Regions from separate parts of the Zea mays genome. Here region 1 is linked to region 2. The links are chromatin contacts, called in public Hi-C maps. All regions are on one chromosome and are shown on one strand. Each heading gives the region's core, a stretch centred on a gene start, on an enhancer-like site or on the middle of the called end of the contact. The rest is flanking DNA. Distances are from core to core; before and after follow the strand shown.

Region 1 (4,146 bases), core at 970-3,469, 100 kb after region 2:
GTTGATTGGGGAGGGGGAAATGACTCTTTTCATACTAGGAGATTCTACAAATATAGTTTTCAAGGCATTACCCCCACCCCTTTTCAAATGGATATGGAAATCCAAGGTGTGCAATAAAATCAAAATTTTCATTTGGTTGTTCAGGGACAGGCTCAACTCAAGAAATATGCTTAAGAGAATAAGCTATCCGGTGGAGGGAGGTGACTATTGATGTGTCATGCGCCATCTTTAGTGTGAATAAACAACTTATCATCTTTCCTTTCAGTGTCCTTTCAACAAAGTCTGCAGGGATTTCCTCGGGATCAGTTGGAATCACTTGGAGAGCTCCTTTCAGATGTTGCATGTCGCCCATGATTCATTTGGCTCTGCTTTCTGCATGGAAGTTTTCTATGTGGCTGTTTGGGAGATCTGGAAGGGAAGAAATGGGACAATTTTCAGAGGAGATGTTCCATCTTTCAACTATTGGAGGGAAAACTTTTTGAGCTCTCTTAAGCTAAATATGCTTAGAATGAACCACCTTTCTTCTGTCATTGTACATTCTTGGCTTTCTACTCTCTAGACTACTTGTATCATAACCCCCCTCCCACCCTTTTTCTTCTTTGTTATATGTGTACAATTCTCTTTTTGGTAATAAATCTCTGTTGTAGGAGTTTCCCCGTCAAAAACATGGATATGGTTAGGTGACACAAGCTACGGTGACCATGGCACAACTACAATATGCGAGGTTGTTGCTGGCGGTTCTAATGCCAATTGGATTTTACTCCATAAGTGCACAAAGACCGATTATAGCCATTCACCGTGAGTATTTCAGGTATCATATTTTCTACAGTGAAGCTTATAGGCTAGAGGCAAACTAACCAACTGAAACTTAAATTGAACTGTAAAGTTGGTAAATATACTCACTAGTAATTAAACGAGGGTGAATGTAATTCAAACTAGGTGTATGCAGAAGAAATAGAAAGGGACCATATGGTTGCCTAGGCGGACAACTAGGCGCAAAGAGCCAAAATTATACCTTTACTATGCTGTAAAGGATTATTCGTGATTTGCTTATTGATGATCAATTACAAGAAAGAACTTGCTTCGAGCGAAATTCCGTAGATTTCAAGGTTCCTAGGGGCGGATAGGTGGAACACCGAAGGGAAGCCAGCTATCAATTACATGCCTATTTGACAACGAGGTCGTGATACATAGACCACACTCTCAGTGTCACACATAGGGGCTACCAACCATAGCTGCATGGATAGGATGATACATTATGACAGTGTTCAAGTGGAGCTTAAACATTGAAACTCCTCCTGGATCAGAGGGTCAGAGGTAACTAGCATAGTAACCATGACTAGGTGTGGCTTATAACATCAACAAGCCAGATAAGACTTGATAATCAACAATCTAACACAATGCTAAGCCTTAGTTAAAGTGCTCCTATACTACCTCAACAATAACCAAGAAATAAAGGTAAAATAAAGTAATATTTGAATGTAATACTTAAAGTAAAACAAAGGTAGTGCTCACACTAGAACACAAGATAACTAGATTTCATTTAATAGTCATTGGTAAAAAAAAAAGATATATCTAAAGACCCCAAGAGAAATTTAGAACTTCCGAGACAAAGCTCGGACTCAACTCTAACTTCTAAGAACTATCTACACTACCTGGAAAGTAGGAATTGAAAAACATAGGAATAGAAAAAAATGTAGGAACAATATAGGAATGCATGTGTAAAACAGAGGAATGAAAAAATAATTTTGAGTGGAAGGTTGTTTAGTTGGGGCAAAGGATTGGAAAAAAAAGATATGACTGGATGCTTGTTTTCATGCATTTTGCATACGAAACAATGACAAATGATTCTTTCCTCTAAATTTCCTAAGGCTCAACCCTACAAACCAAAGGATGCTACAATAGTAATTTCTATGAAAATCAGAATCCTATTTTTCCTATAAAATTATTTTGATCCAAAGGAGCCTTGAAATAAAGAGAGGAAGTTTTCTAGAATCTATCTACTTTCAACTTTCTTATCCACAACTGAACACCCTCTCAGGATGAAAAAAAATTATGGGCATGTTTGGTTTCCTGCCTAACTTGCCATAATTTGCCTAACTTTTTCTGCCTAAGGTTAGTTCTTCAATTCGGACGACTAAACTTAGGTAAAGTGTGGCACAGTTAGCCACGAACCAAACAGGCCCATATATATATATCTCCTCATCTCATAGCATGGCTTGTTTGGTTTGAAGCCGGCCAAAGTTGCCTGGCCTGGCACAGATCTCAGGCGTTGGACTTTGAGTGCTTGGGCTAGGATTCCTTGCCAAACAGACCTGAGTGCATGACAGCGACAGCCTTCTGGGCTCACTCGCACGGTCGCACCCGAAACGCCGCAAATCCGGGCCCGCAGCCCGACCCAACTCAACTCAGGCAGACACTCGCCGCCGCCACGACGTCACTAGTAGAGCCGTAGAGGGCAAGAGGCGACGGAATGACGGAGCGGCAGGTGGCGGAGCTGGGTCCCGGGACGGCGTGCTGCGGCTGGAACCACTGTGGCCGCCGCCTCGCCGCTGGCGCCGTCGATGGCTCCGTCTCCGTCTATGACTCCCAGCCGCCACCCTCGTTCAAGTGGCAGGTCAGTTCCGCGTCGCTCCTCCGTGTCTCTCCCCTACCCCCTCCCCCCCGGCTGAAGACGACTTGCCCCGTTCTCAGTAGCTTTCGCTCGAGTTCATCTGCCCCCAGCGCATGCACAGTGCCTTCTGTTGCCCCGTGTGTGTTTAGAGCTTGTTGCTGCCTAGTATTACATTCTAGTACTTGCGTACGATGATGGGCAGGACTGTCATGGGCACATTGCGTGGGGGCGAATTACCAAATTCACTCTCTAGATTTCACAAATATTGTTCTTTCAGCAAAGCGTTTTCTGAGTGCGGAGGGAATCTGTCCATTGAGAGAATTTGAGTATCGTGAAGATTATATGCGGAGAAAGATAAATAAGTTCATAGGGTTTAGCATGTAGAAAGTGATGGATTCCTACTATCACAACGAATCAGCCGATTCTGTATTCACGTTGATTTTAGACGATTTTGACTGAAGTGATTTTCATATAAACGGGCTAAAAAACTAGGTGTTTGGCAGTCTACAGCAGCTTCTCGTGGCCAGAAGCTAAAAAAAGATGAAACAAACAGGGCCATAGACTAGTAAGTGTCCTTAAGTAGCAGTGCCGTGGGATGGTAATAATTCTCTCATGGCAATAATTCGAGTTCCTGACATTGAATTTGTGCTTGCTCTGAAAATTATGATGGATATGCAGCCTTGTGGGCATTGCACACAAGACTACTTGAAAACTGTTATCCAAAATCGGTTCCTTCTATGTTTACTGTGTTAATCTCAGTTGTTCTTTTGATTGTACAAACTGGTGTATTCTGGTGTATAACCTGGTTGGTGTTGGATCAGGCCCATGAGCAAGCCATTGTGAATGTCGTCTGGCTTCCTCCAGAGTATGGGGATGCTATAGCTTGTGTTTGTGCTGATGGGACACTGTCTTTGTGGGAGGAGGTTGCTGCTGGTCAGTTATTTCTATGCCTTTTAGGTTTGGTTTATGATGTTCTGTATCTGCAATTATCTTGTACTTTCATTTCACATGCTTTTGCTAGTTTTTATGTATTGGAATACTAAACAGTACCTTATGTTCATGTCAGAGAGCTTTGCGTTTTTTTGGTGGTGTGTATTAATATATTCAACAGTACCTTGTGTGCATTGACTCAGAAAAAATGTGAATCACTTAGCAATCTTTTAAATTTCTCTTTTTTCTTGCTGGTCTGGTGGTTACCTGGAGAACTCATTTTGACCACGAAAGCACCTTTTACCATGGAATATTTGGATATATAGACTAATTAACAACCTCTCTTGTAGAATGAATAACAAGAGTACAAGACTATTTTACTAGGATAGGATTGGACGATATACTGAACCTGACCTTTACTTCAAGTCCTGTCTGTATCTTGTGTTTCTCTAAATTGTACTACCTCTGTTCTCGAATATTTGTCGTCCGCTAGTTTATGTTGAACTAAACCGCGACAAATAAAAAAGAACGGAGGGAGTAATTTAGTTCTGCGATATTTGAACAAACCACCAACAGATATTTCTGTCCTTGTCTTTTAGTCA
Region 2 (3,607 bases), core at 1,032-3,531:
GCATTGTCCCTGTAAGATGAGTTCTTTCTAGTTTCTACATAAGGATGTTCTACTGCTCTTAGTTTTCTTATGAATACTCTTGTTGTTTTGCAGCCATTTATTAGAGAATTTAATTATCCGATGGCCAGAAATTGTGCCGGTGGGGATTCTGGTGTTTTTGTCAATGGCAGAGAACTGCATCAAAGAGATTTAGATCTACTTGTAGGAAGAGGACTACCACGGACATCTGGAAAATCATACTCTCTTGAGATGTCAGGAAATGTAATTGATGAAGACACTGGAAAAAAACTACGCAGTCTTGGAAAACTTGCTCCTACGTAAGTTTCTGTACATTTTATGCATGCTATTTCAAATTTTTTGTTTTAACTTTGTGTTGCACTCTTAACTTAGAATTGTCAGATAGATCTAACGACCAATCTTACCCTCCCATAAGATTCAATCCATGTTGAATCTCCATTTCAACGTGACTAGGGAAAACACTCCCTTTAGGGCTAGTTTGGGAACAGCGTTTTCCCAAGGGATTTCAATTTTCCCAAGGAAAAATGAACTAATTTCCTTTTGGAAAATGAAAATTCTGTGGGAAAATGTGGTTTCCAAACTAGGACTTAACCTATCTTCAAATCTTCAACCACCCTTAAAATAATTGGCTTTTCTGTATATATTCCTAGTTATCTTGCGAATTCTTTGCAGACTATGCTGATTCAACCGTGACCTCCCCCCCTCCCCCCAAATTTTTTTGGGTGCTTTCTCATAAAAGAAAAGCTCCAACATGGAGCTATTTTTACAAATTACCAACCCAGCGCCACAAGTGAAATATCAAAATCCACTGTAGATGTGCGTCTGCCCTACCTTCCCAATTTATGCGAGTGGCCTGTTCTTCAAAGCCAATATCTTTCTACCTATGTTCCTGTAGCATTTGTGCACCGTGTACCTGCCTATAAGGCTATAACTATCGACCAGTCCAGGATCCTCAAGCAGTTGTGTTGTGTCATTAATTTTCTGAGGGCCAGGGCATGCATCCTACCATTTAACTTACAGCGCATGCATGCTTTTTCTAGCTCTGACTATTCGAATATGGTCATGTACTTACAGTTATCTACTTGTTATTGAATAGGATTGAGAAGTTGAAGCGTGGTTTTGGCATGCACGTCCCTGAAGAGTTTAGATAGCTGGTTCTAGTACAGGATCTTGGTTTTGCTAATAATACACTCTTCAAAGCTGACAATGGGGTGGCAAACGTGTGGCTTCTGCGGGACGGTGGTATCAAATCTCAGATTTCTTGGACTGGAGCTCTGGAAGCAGCAGTACTTAAGATCCTTGGTGTGCGGCGAAGGTTGTCTGGCACTCAAGAAACCAAGATAATCTGGTCTAATGACTTGACTACCAATAGTACCCCTCCTGCTAATTTCAATTGCTTCAATGGAAGCGACGTGTGCTGCTAGTGACTCTAGATTATCAGGCAGTTCTTAACTTCACTGCTCTGCCTGTACGTGCTATTCCTTGAATGTGTTATCATTATCGGTACATTGCCCCATCACAGGCATAGAAGTGTTGTCAGATGTACCATGAGCAATTGTCGGCTTGTAATATATTGGTAGAGATATGCTTCCCCTAATATTTATATGTATATATATGTGATCTTGATTCTTGAATCTCTTGCCAATACGATTGATTCCTGAACCCTGTTAATAAGAGTCTTATTTTGAAAGCCTGAACCACCCCTGGCCATCTACTGCATTCAAACCCGACGTGTTGCAGATGTAAATCTGGATATCTACCGAAGCAGTAGAGTTTTCAAAACCATGGGCATTGCCGTGGAGTTGAGCGGGACTCGGTTCGCATGATCGTGTCCCTTGCAGTTATGCATGAAGAATCAGTGTATTGAGAGCATCACTGGTGACTGACGTTTGATTCCTGTTGGCTAACTTAGCGACAATACAATTATGCGTGTCTGGTGACGATGTGGTTCTTCTGGTTTGGATGCTGGAGTTGGGAGCCATCTGCTGTGCGCTTGCACTGATTGAGTCGGGCTGGTCTTTCTGATATAACTCTCCTAAACCCAGATAAGGCCCTGTTCGTTTGTGTCGGATTGCACCCGGAATCGTTCCGCCTAAACAAAGTTTATATAAATTAAAGAACCAATCCGGTTAGGAATCGTTCCGACCCACCAATCCGATAGAAACGAACAAGGCCTAAAGCCGCTGTCCCCCACTAAGATAGCGGTCCCTCATGTGAAGCAACCAGCATGGCGTCGCCGTTTCTCCCACGGCTGCACTACCAGCAGCACGCAGCTTAGTGCGGACAGACTCGAAAGCGTTAGCTTTGCTGAGTGCACAGGCTCTGCTAAAGCGCCACCGATCATAGTTTCATACAGAATCTACGGCCAGGGTCAAATCCAGCGGAAATACGCGCCCCATTGTCGCTTACTCTCGCTTTGCGGGGATTCTTCTCGGCGTGCTCTGCTCGTCTTTTGCCAGTTTTAAAAACTATATCTCGATCCACAAACTCATCAGCTTTTAATCACGAACAGTGCATATAAGATATTTCCACGGATGAATCAGCAGCAGCACTCGCGCTGTGCAGTCTGGAGTAGTGTCACACACCCATTCGCCAACACACACACACGTGTCACACTCCGTAGGCGACCCAAGGACTGAACTTTGCAGGATGCTGGACGCAAGACACACCATGTCTCACGGCTCACGTGCACAGCTTGCTGATTCGAACCATTGTTCATGTAGACTAGATGGACAATGGAACAACACTTCAGAGCTAGTTTAGAAACCCAAATCCCTTAAAAATCGAAGGATATTGGAGTGAAAATGTTTTCATAGCATCAAAGGTACCATATCAAACACTATAGTAATCCTCAATATATGCTCCATAAAGGCTAAGACTAATGTTGAGTAGCCAGAAATAACTGCTAGAACTGATCTTGTCTCCGCTGGATTTGCTCAAACACAGTTAGCATACTATTGACGTTGATTTGGACATCGATCACTGGAAGATGAATCACCTGTTGGTGCTCTCAGCGAAGACGCGGACGGTCCGGTTCTGAGCCGGACGGTCAGTGACCTGGACACAGGAGCGGCTCCTTCTCTACGTACATCCGGACGGTCCGCACGTGCTACTACTAAACATAAATCCCCTTAAAGATCGAAGGATATTAGATTGGAAAATTTTTCATAGCATCAAAGGTACCATAGCAAACTTTATAGTATCCTCAATATATGCTCCATAAAGGCACACGACTATTGTTGAGTAGCTAGAAGTTACTGCTAGAACTTGTCCTGTCTCCGCTGAATTTGCTCAAACACAATGAGCATACTGTTGACGTCAATCTAGACACCAATCACTGGAAGATGAACCACCTAGTGGTGGTCTCTGCGGAGGCGCGGACGATCCGGTCCTGGACCGACCTAACACAGGAGCGACTCTTTCTCTGCGTACATCCGGACGGTCCACGCTTAGGGCTCAAACGGTCCACGATGTCGCAGAGGGTCGTCTTCTTCGCAGCAGAACTAGATCTCGCCTCTTGGGTGGGACCCCGTCGGGGGAGGAAAGATTCTAGGGTGTATCTTGAGATCGACAGGCCACCCAAGACGCC

The links. A called contact is a pair of places that touch in the nucleus more often than the background predicts.
Region 1: a Hi-C map of ear shows a contact between it and region 2, with 2.3 times the contacts expected there. The contact joins the promoter of IDP351 here to the enhancer-like site in region 2. A contact is called at or near these places in 2 of 25 Hi-C or Micro-C datasets (ear and leaf).

The regions. Positions count from the first base shown.
Region 1 is chr3:223,530,430-223,534,575 of Zm-B73-REFERENCE-NAM-5.0, forward strand. IDP351 (Seh1-like protein) reads left to right here and starts at 2,220. Exons shown (of 8, transcript NM_001157175.2): 1 at 2,220-2,617; 2 at 3,436-3,547. The coding sequence starts at 2,474.
Region 2 is chr3:223,428,005-223,431,611 of Zm-B73-REFERENCE-NAM-5.0, forward strand. LOC103651481 (Extra-large G-protein-like) reads left to right here. Exons shown (of 5, transcript XM_008677120.4): 3 at 1-11; 4 at 94-317; 5 at 1,115-1,652. The coding sequence ends at 1,169. Among protein-coding and RNA genes, the nearest start is that of LOC103651481, 7.2 kb to the left of the region's middle. Within about 2 kb of position 2,282, at least 11 of the 20 cell types and tissues checked have an H3K27ac peak or open chromatin away from gene starts, as enhancers often do. A contact at or near this core is called in ear, where this site is marked.